Linked DNA regions of Drosophila melanogaster: region 2 is linked to region 1. The links are chromatin contacts, called in public Hi-C maps. All regions are on one chromosome and are shown on one strand. Each heading gives the region's core, a stretch centred on a gene start, on an enhancer-like site or on the middle of the called end of the contact. The rest is flanking DNA. Distances are from core to core; before and after follow the strand shown. Region 1 holds the start of fal (falten). Region 2 holds the start of Chd3.

Region 1 (5,063 bases), core at 1,198-3,697:
AGTTCAAAAGCAAAGAAACTTATTGCAAGAGCCATATTCTATATGGCTTACTCTGCCTGACCCAAATAATTAAAATTATCCCTTTACTTCTTATGTAGATTATTATTATTTGTGGGCCAAAGATGGGATATACATATAATTTAGGTACATCACAGAAGTAAGGCTACCTGCCACCAGTACCGGTGCTACAGCCACTGCTGCTACCCCCACTGCTACCTCCACTGCTACTTCCACTGCTACTTCCTTCGGAGCTTCCGAATCCTCCACCCAGGCACATGGAGACTATAAAGAGACTTAGGCCTATTATGTCTGGAACAAGCCCCAGGGCGGCCATAGCACACTCCTGCCTCTCGAGCTGGCCATCGATCATCCGGCGGATGTTAAGGATGAGCAGGACACTACGGACGAGTATGATTTCAAAATGATTTGTATACAAATAGATCGGTCTTACCAATATGGAAGGGTTAGCACTTGGGCTGCTGCATACAAAGTCATTAAAACCAGAATGCTTGCCGGCTTGCAAAAAATTAGTAAATTAACAATCAGCATGTAAATCAAGGATGCGATAACCAGCTTCTCATTTTTCGACAACATGTAAGCGGCATTATTGTTAAATACAGCAACAACAATTGCTGTTATCAATGTCACAACCGTGCCGATCTGCAATATTCAATCTTAAAACAATCCACATTGGTTCAAACACTCATTTCTCACAGTCGCTGGGCGGATCTTCAAACGATGGTTTTTTAACAGCTTCAATGGATATGGACACGGACTGTTGCTTCCCAGAGGAAGTGCGAGGATCAAGTTAGCAAGTATTTTCATTTTTGTCAGAATGTCGACGAAGTTTGTACTATTTTTGTCTGCACTTAAATTTAAATCAGAGTAATACTTTAAATCATGGGTCACTTTAATTTATGAAAATATATATAAAAAAAAAGTGTTTGGATCGTGTAACGTATAACCTGCTGATAATAACTTTATGTGGTAGTAGAGTTATTTGCGGAACTTTCTTATCTTTCTCAACAAACATAGCAAAATAAATATAACCCTATCAAAGTACCAAAAAATGGGGGATTCCACATAATAGAAAAGATCTAAAGTCCATTCTAAAATTCGTGTTCGAAATGAAACCACATAGCATTCTACAAATATTAATTTAAACAGTGTTTGTAACAGTTATATGTCATACATTTTCTTCTTGAATAATAATAATGAGAGAAACGTAAGTTGTCTTGCAACTGCACCTCTATCAACGGTCAAACTAGAACTAGAACTGGAGCTTGATAGTTTGGTACATAAGCTCTGTATTCTTGAACTCAAGAACAAAATCAAGTTTTGGCACAGCATTAAGTTTACACGTTTCTCATAAAGCTCTTGATTTTCTGATGTTTATATTTACAAAAATTTTTTAATTTTAAAATGGCAGCAATGTTATGGAGACCAATTAAAATCTTTATATTTTTAATACTTGGGGAAGAAACTAAATGGTGGGGAAAAGTCTTTAAAAGAATCCAGCTTTCGAATTACCAAAATACTTTAGATTTCCAACCCAGATAATTTACGCTCCTTTTTAAGCTAGTGATTTTTATTAAATTTCCGCAGTAATAGATTAGCGTACGGTTTTGAATAGAAGAAAGTTTATAACAACCATTTGATTACAAAGGCGACTGAAAAATACGTTATTGCTAAAACATTGATGTGCTCAACATATTGATGTGCCATGACTTAGTACTTCATTATTTATTTTACAATATGTGGCAGATTGTAGCATTACACTAGTGCAACTAATTTATAAGCCTCACGCAATGCGCAAAGTTTAGTAGGTCAAGAGCTATTAATGCGCTCTTTTTTTGCAAGTGCAATCAGCTGTCATGCTTCACTAGCAACCCATAACAAACGGTTAACTCACAGATGGGCGTTGTTGTTGTTCGTGGTGTCCATGCTGCTGCTGTTGTAGTTGTTGTTGGGAAAGCGGGAGTTTCGAGTTCTTTGGTTCGTTGGAGAGGGGAAGAGAAAGAGAGCGCCGTCGCTGAGCGAGGGAGTGAATCACTGCGCTGGCTGACATTCTAATTGGATTCCTGCTTATCGACAATCCGCGTCCGAAGCAAACCCGAAAATGCGCACAGCACGACGTCTTGAAGGCTGTCTTCCCGCCGATTTGTGCGAATATATAACATCCGGGTATTTTTTTACATTTTATAGCGACTCCGATTCGTCAAGCAGAACGTACACAACTGTAAATTTGGCGATGGTAGCGCACAGCTGATTGCAGCTATCGACCAGGGATGCGATAAAAGCTGCACAGGAATGGCGACGCTTTCAAACGGTAAAGCTATTCATTTTGACGTAGACGCGAATGTAGAAAAAATACAAAATATGTGCCAGTATCACTTCATTGTTAAATTTAATAATACACTTTTTGTAAAGTATGTAGAGAAAACATTAAAGGTAATTTAGAAATTAAGAGTTTTTAATATATTTTGGCAGAGAGGCATGCGCCACCTATGCGGAGTGCGGCGAAACTTGGTTTTAAGGTGTGTGTCTCCGCTTTTTAGATATCTGCCAATGCTGATTTATCGATTAGAGTTGAGTACTCATCCCCAACAGTCAGGATGGCAGCTCCCAACATCCTTGAAAAAGGGATGGCAGCGCTATGTATCCTTAGAATTAGGGAATTCTGGATGGAAATACTACAAGCATTTCTATACTCGTTAATCGTAGTATAAAAGGTAGTATACTAGATTCGTTGAAATCATTCTTTATTAGGATCAATAGCATAGTCGATCTGTTCATGTCGTTTTTTATGTCCGTCCGTATAAACGCACAGATTTCAGGAACTATAAATGTTGCCACGCCCCCACTATAACGCCCACACTTTTTAAAAATGTTACGATATTTTTTAATATTATTAAATTTCTATCGATTTGACAAAACCCAAAAATACCGCGCCCACACTTTTGAAAAATATTTTGATTTTTTTGTGTTTTAATGGATTTATTGCCAATTTCTATCGGTATACCAAAAACACCTTGTAGCACATACAGAACGCCCCATAGACAGTTCTATTAATTATCTTAAGGCCTTAAAAAAAGGGATAATCTATAGCATTCAAAGTTTTCAGCTTATCTATTAAATGTTCACGCAGTATTCGCTAAAGCTTATTTAATATTTAATAATTTTTTTCGTGATATATCCGACTTAGTGCACTTACAAAAAAAGCTATTTTAAAACTAAACCACATACCTAATCATGGCAAACCCCATTCTTAAATGAAATACATTTTATTTTTAAGTGATACTCTTGACAAGAAAAATAAAAAATGACTTCATGTAGTTTTTGATTAACACACCCGAATTTCAAAATTAAATTACAGTTAATTAAATGTCATGTGATAAAAACACTGATTTATACCGAATAATAGGTAGCTCCCATTCTTTCAACATCAGATTCTGCGGGATATATTTTCCGGGGATAGGCGGGGGGCTGGCACGTGGCTCACTTAGCGTGGAAATTGCTTTTGCTGAGAGCGCCGTCGCACTGAAGTGAAAGCGAAAGTTGCCGCTGACCTACAGATGAAAGTAGCACACTGATTTCTCTTCAGGACAAGAGGAAAACGCAAAGAGAGGCTAACAGATTCGCGGCAAAGAGAATGTATCTTTGTATCTTTATCTGCAGCCTAAATAAATGCAATTTCATTTTAGGTTGCATTGCAGTTTCTGCATCTCCTCGTAGAATACTCCCGACAGTCAACGCACTTAAAGAATAACAGAGAACACATACAATTCGCACTAAGATACATTTGTATCTGTGCCGCAGTTTATCTTCAGTGTGTAAGTGAAATACTCAACCCCAGATAGGTAAACGAAAAATTGAACAAGAGCAATTAATAAAACAATGAAACGAAAACAAGCATTGGACAAACAATTTTGATATGCCAATATAAACAAAAAACAGGAATTTAAAAAAAAAGCCGGCTCCACACTTGACTGAGTGAAGCGATAAAGAGAGCCAATATGGAGAGATATCACTGGGAGAAATCAAGAGCGTAGTCAAAATGCAAACAAATGCTGCACAGTGGTAATATACTCGATAAAAAATATATTTCTGTTCTAACGTTATCTTTTTATAGGCCACAATAAAGGTTAAAATGATTTCGATATTTTAAAGCGATTAAATATAATTTACCTTGGGCTTAAAGAAGCTAGAGGTATTCTTTCTGGATAAATATATATTATTATATATATTTCATTAAATACTAAATATAACCTTTTTTAAATTCATTCCATGTTGGCGGCCACCACCCAGTGCTTAAAATTTGCTCTCTCCTGAGTTTGCCTCTCTCCAATCGTTGACATTGTAGAGCCGTGCTATCTAACCACCCAGACGCCACCCACCGAGAGGGAGATTTCCCGAGAGAAGCGGCGGTGAGAATGAGAGCGAAAGTGGGGCCCGAAAAGTTGCAACTTTTAGCGAGACGCGCCTCAGTTGCCACACGACAGGAGGGCCAAACGGGCGACTTGGGAGGCACAAGACGCGGACACGGGCTGAACTCGTATCCGTCAGATACGCGTATAGCCAAATTTAATAGTAATAATTAAAACGCTGCGTGAACTAGCCTCCCCCCCCCCCACTTCACGCGAAAGCGCCGGCACTCTGTTTTGCAAAAAATAAATAATAAGTACGAAATATATTCTCGAAAATCGTTGTATCTGTGTATCGGAGAACCAAAAAAAGAGGCCGTCGCTTGGCGCTCTCGCATCTCAGCTGCCAGTGGGCGAAAGACGCAACTGCTGCGACCTTGCAATGCCCTTGAATGACACTCTTATTGCGACCAAGTCGCCAACGTTGCCACTCCAACGGGCGCTGCTGCCACGGCTGCCACTCAGCGCTGGCAAAAATACACACAATTATTAATAATACTAATAACACAATAATAGTAGCTATCACAGAAATAAATAACAAAACGCTGCGACGAATATAAAAGTGAAAATTTTATTAAAGTCAAAGAACTTTCGCGTGCCTTCGTGAAAGCCGAAAAGCCCCCGACGGATCCTTATCAA
Region 2 (5,676 bases), core at 1,023-3,522, 150 kb before region 1:
ATGGGTGAGCATCATCTTGTGCTTGGCAACCTGCATAATGCGCTCCTCCACCGAGTTGTGGGTCACAAATCGGTAGATCATTACCTTCTTTTTCTGCCCCATGCGATGGGCTCGGGAAAAGGCCTGAACGTCGTTGTGCGGATTCCAGTCCGAGTCGAAAATAATGACGGTGTCGGCTGTTGCCAAATTGATACCCAGTCCGCCTGCACGAGTGCTCAGCAGGAAGACAAAGTGCTCCGATACGGGATCATTGAATCTGTCAATGGCCTTCTGACGTAAATCGCCTTTGATCGACCCGTCGATGCGATCGTACTGGTATCCCTCCCCTTCGAGGAAGTGTTCGAGAACATTCAGCATCTTGGTCATCTGGGAGAATAAAAGGACCCTGTGATTGTCCGCCTTTAGCTGTTTTAGCATCTTTGACAGTAAATCTAGCTTGCCGGAAGCTTTGGTCAGCGAACTCATCTCGTAAAGACCACTTGGCGAGATAGTGGCCTCCTCGGCGGCGGAGGGGAACAGGTACGGATGATTGCAGCACTTTCTCAGGTCCATCATGATGTTGAGCAGCGAACACACGCGACCGCCGCCTTTCTGATTTAAGGCCTTGAAGTTTTTGGTCAAAATATGCTTGTAGAATTTTTTTTGCATAGACGACAGCTCCACGCGCACAATGAACTCCGACTTTGGGGGCATGCTCTTCAATACATCCGCCTTAAGGCGACGGAGCATATGCGGTTCCAAGATCTCGTGCAGTCGCTTCACTTGCTCTTCCTTCGAAACGTCAGTGAACTCGGCCTGGAAGGTCTGCAGGTCGTTAAACTTTCCAGAGCTCAGGAAATTGAGCAGATGGAACAGCTCCTCGAGATTGTTCTGAAGCGGAGTGCCGGTCAGCAGCAGCTTGTAGCCGATGCGGTACTTGCTCAGGATCCTAAAAAACTTGCTCTGGTTGCTCCTTAGCCGATGGGCCTCGTCCACGACCAGCGCCGCCCAATCGATGCACCCGAGAAAGGCTGCGTCCACAGAGATAAACTCGTAGCTGGTCAGCATTACGTTAAACTTATACTGGGTTTGGTTTTCGCGCATGGTTTTGGTGGTTACCTCCTCGAAGCTTATCTCATGTTTCCGGATAACCGCTCTAGCAGTCTTGCCGCCCACATAGGTGACACAGTATAGTTCTGGAGCCCAGAGCTCCAGCTCTCGCTCCCAATTGGTCAGTGTGGAAAGCGGCACGGATATGAGGAAGGGTCCGCGGCAATGTCCCTCCTTAAATAGTGAGTAAAGAAAAACCACGGTCTGAATGGTCTTGCCCAGACCCATCTCGTCAGCCAGTATGGTGGGGATGCCTTGGCCCCAACTATAGCGAAGCCAACTGACGCCCTCTATCTGAAAGGGATGCAATTTAAGGCCAGCCTCCTTCAAGAATACTGGCTGATCCTCGTACTTCTTATTCAGGTCTATTGTGGGTGCAGGTCTATCTCTTTGACGTCCCTTATTACTGGACCGTAGTTTCTTGTAGAGAGCGATAGCCTGGTTTAGACCCGGGATACTGTCGCTTTCTCTTTCCCAGCTGCTATCGTTATAAGACAACTCACGCCATTTCACCAAGTACATAGTCCCTCCATTGGGCTCCTCACTATGATTGATAACCCGCTGGACAAGGAGCCACTCCGGCTTAATGCCGTATCTGTAGAATCGCTCGTGCAGATTGCCGTCCTGATCATCGAGCTCCTCGAGACTTGGCTCTTCCATGTCGCTCCTTCTCTGGAAGCTGGCAACCATTGAGGCATGGTGCAAGAGCATTTGACCTTCGGGAATCCATTCGCAGTGCCAGTAGGACATGCCATGCCACTTGATAAAGTACTCGCGCCGCTTTTCACCTTTAGATGTACGAAGCTCCACGCTTCGATCGAGGGCCCAGCGCCATGACAATATCTTCTCGGCTTTTCCGGGCAAGGGAATGCAGCGCGGGCAGATCCAATCGCCTTTGGGAATCGATTTCAAGGGAGGACTCAGACAGGTTCTGTGGTAAACGGAAGGGCAGGAATCGCAGCACAGCAGATCTCCTCCATCACTACAAACTTTGCAGTATTCTTCGTCGCGAAACTTCTGCTTCTTGGCATTGGTTTTCGGCCGCTTGTCCTTGGAAGCCTTGCCAGGTGTTTTCCAGTCTGGATCAGCCCCTCTCTTAGACGACATGCTATTTGAGTTTAGTTTTTGCAATCACTGATTCTGAAATGGAAATTGTCAAATGCGCGCCAGAAGAAAACGGTACTACCAATTATAATTCCAAGCAAAGAAGCATTCACACTGATCTTCCGAAATAAATTGGTCTGATGCGCCGTTTACACTTGCATCTGGTTAGGATGCGCTAACACTATTGCGAGGTAAAAAGGTGATTCTATATTTATTTATTTATTTATTTATTATTTATTTATTATTATTTATTTATTTTTTATTTATTTATTATTTATTTATTTATTTATTATTTATTTTCAGCCACTTGTGTCACCATAAAAAACCCTAGCATAATAGAACAATACGAACAAATAAATGTTTAAGTCAGGGGTCCGTCTATATATTCATTTTTTATTGGAAAATATCAACGTTTTTTCTAAACGATTCGGATGGTAAATATCGAACAAAAGTCGGCTTGCATTTATTTCGATATTATTCTAGGTATTGAACGTCGCTAATACCAAATACACTATAATAATTCCAGTGTCTTTGCTAATACCCTGTTCGCACGGGCGGGCTTGCTTTGATCGGCATTCGATAGGTAAACAATTATTAAGATCGTAAAAACTTGGGCTTGCTCTTCATGATATTATCATAAAGATAATAGAATTTACTCATGTAAAATTTACTTAATTTAGCGGGAAGTTCTCTGAAACTAAAAAATCAAGATTTTTTAAATAAATGCTAGTTTAGACTTCACATTTTGTAGAAGTGTTTAAACATTAGCGTTAATACACAGACAACAATCGAAAACCTTTCGAAATATCGATATACATATATTTAGGTAATTAATTTAATTCAAATTAAGGGAAACAGCGTAAGTTTATATGCACAATTTTTTTTTTGTTAAAAGTGCTATTAATTTTATGCTTTAACTGGATGTAAATGGACCGTTAAAGCCCAGCTCTGCTTGCTGATGCCTGCGTGTATCGAAAACCAAAAACCAGCCGCAGAGCAACGAACCCGCGACCGCCGAAACATTTCAAAGACAATCCACCAACAGCGGCAACACCGTCAACAGTCGGCCACACCACCATCCATTCACCGTCACCATCACCATCACCGTCGCCAACAGGACGAGGGCGAGGACAATGGATCAACTCAAACTCAGACCTTGTAACTGCCTGACCGCACATCCACTGGCAGAGTGGGTGTGGGTGGAATGTGAGCGGCTGGTAAGTGGGTGGCCAAAGAAGTGAGGGCCAGTTGATGGCCACATGTCACAGACATTATGGAATCATGAACTTATGCGCACCTGTGCGTGCTTGCGGGGGCGCGGGCGGTGGGCCCAGAGCTTCATTCTGGTTATATCCGTGTGGACTTGCGGTCGAGGACAGCGATTTGAGGTCCGCCTGGTGATGGTTTCGTGACTCGGCAAGGATTTCATCGGTTTAATGTGGAGCACTTAGAAGGAGAAACATGGCAACGTATCAGAAGTATTATTAACTTGAAATTATGTGATATATTATTAGTTCTATATTTTTCTATAACTTCCTTCAAGCCATAACATTCGAGCTTCTCACGCAACCATCGCCAATTAGGAGCCGGGCCATTTCAATCATCAATCAAAGTGTTTTGTTACGACTTTCATACGTCATGTACATGGCTCGGAGCCACCGCTTTTTGCTTTTGCAACCCATAGGGGGCTCCTCGCTGTAGCTCCTCCATATCCTGCCTCAGTCTGGGGAGCCAGTGATGCGGAGGTGTGACTGCGACACAACGAACGACATTTATGGTGTCGTCAAGAAGAATTCCCATTACAGCCACAGACAATCAATCACTGTGCACCGAAATCAATTGTCGCAGCTCCTATTTTCGTTTTCAATCTCATTTCGCTAAATATTTATGAGGCCAACACTTGGGCCGTTCGATTTGTAATCCTAATGAGGCGTAATTAGAAAACATTCAATTACATTTCATTGGCATCAATCAATGGCGCCCCATCCATGGCTATTTCAAGGATGACAACTTTTAGTAAACCGAGTTTCAATTTCCCAACGCATTGTTAAGATGCCTCTGGTGCTTTAATCCACGTTCCCAGCTACTGTTTCTGTTTGTTGCTCCTGATTGCTGCTTAAACTTTTCCCTCGCTCGGACGACTTGTTTGTGATTAAGCTTTATTGTTAAGAGGCTTAGTACGCCTTTTGATTTATAGATATTGGATCATACCACTCACTCTGCTCCGCCATCAAAGGAGACTGTGGTCCTTTGAGAAACCGGCAATGTGAAGTTGGCCGGCGCGCGTAGCTTCATAGAAAAACTTCCAGAAGGAGTGAGGTATTCGTAGGAAAAGTCTGTACACAGAAAGGATAGGATATATGCCTAGTACTTAAGTTGTAAGCCGCTATTGTTGTCCTATAACTTAAAAAATTTGTTGTCCATTAAGATACATTTTTGGTTTGATTTCCTGGTTTAGAATAACAAAAGAATATTTCTTATAGATACACTGATAAGACCTTAAGATTTAAATTTTCTTTCATTTTTTTCAAGCTTCAGCAAACTGGTTTGCATTACCCTTTATCTGTTATTTAACGTATTGTTCATGCACCTTTAGGTTGATAAACCTTTTTTATCTGTACTTTCCGCAGTGCATTGGGAATTCGCTGATCCTTTCTATGTATGTCCATTTAGCGCTTCTCACTTGTGCCTTTGTTGCATACTCTTAGACGCGCGGCTGAACTTGTTTACAGGCACACTAAGGACGAAGGACCCAGGATCCTGTACATTGGCCCAAAAGTGGACGCTGGCTATTCGGCATCCTTGACAGCCGCACAATTTGCTGCCGCGTTTTTGTATCTCTCAGTGCTTGTTTGTCTGCACCACAGCGCCTGGGCTCTGTACACAGAAAGAAACATTCGAGTCGCAAGCAGGATATTGATATTAGAGCTGAATGCCCTATTAATTCTGTATGCAACCCATGTATAATATTTATTTAGCTTTGTTCCCGGGAAATTTGTATTCCCTGATACCCTAGATTTGCCCGAAAATAGGTATTTTTCTCTCTGTGCATGTTTGTGTTTGTGTGCAGATGGCCAGCAAAAAGTTTGCGCACTGATTGCAAACTTGTTTCAATTGTTTCGTAAACCCAACCGAAGGGAAGAACCCAGAAGACTCCCGGTGGGTGGATGAGCCTGGTGGGCTGGGTTTTTGTGGACCGCTTTTTCCGCCATGAAAGTCAAGGCGAACGCTACGAGTTCCCAGCTACGAGCTCCGAGACCAAGGCAATTCGCCTGCATATTTGTGTGGCTTAGTTTCCGTTTCACAAACGAAACGAAATGAAACGGGCGGCATAAAAACCCATTGAAAATTTGCATACGAAAATGAAATTCAAATAGGTTTCCCATGTCCTTCGCAATCAGTTCCGGCTAGTCCAATTGCACAAAATAGTGAACGAAAACTTTCGCTTTTCCTCCGCCGTCTAAGCCCTTTATTTATGATCCA

The links. A called contact is a pair of places that touch in the nucleus more often than the background predicts.
Region 2: a Hi-C map of the Kc167 cell line shows a contact between it and region 1, with 2.9 times the contacts expected there. The contact joins the promoter of Chd3 here to the promoter of fal in region 1. A contact is called at or near these places in 5 of 107 Hi-C or Micro-C datasets (the Kc167 cell line, the S2 cell line, embryo and 1 more) and 2 of 6 datasets of contacts at active chromatin or transcription factors (both in the Kc167 cell line).

The regions. Positions count from the first base shown.
Region 1 is chr3L:19,291,948-19,297,010 of dm6, reverse strand. fal (falten) reads right to left here and starts at 2,447. Exons shown (of 5, transcript NM_001316453.1): 1 at 1,913-2,447. Gbs-76A (Glycogen binding subunit 76A) reads left to right here and starts at 4,245. Exons shown (of 3, transcript NM_001300189.1): 1 at 4,245-5,063. It also overlaps asRNA:CR46048.
Region 2 is chr3L:19,443,769-19,449,444 of dm6, reverse strand. Chd3 reads right to left here and starts at 2,272. Exons shown (of 1, transcript NM_140854.3): 1 at 1-2,272. The coding sequence starts at 2,196. CG33062 reads left to right here and starts at 3,001. Exons shown (of 4, transcript NM_001202201.2): 1 at 3,001-3,052; 2 at 3,135-3,410. The coding sequence starts at 3,327.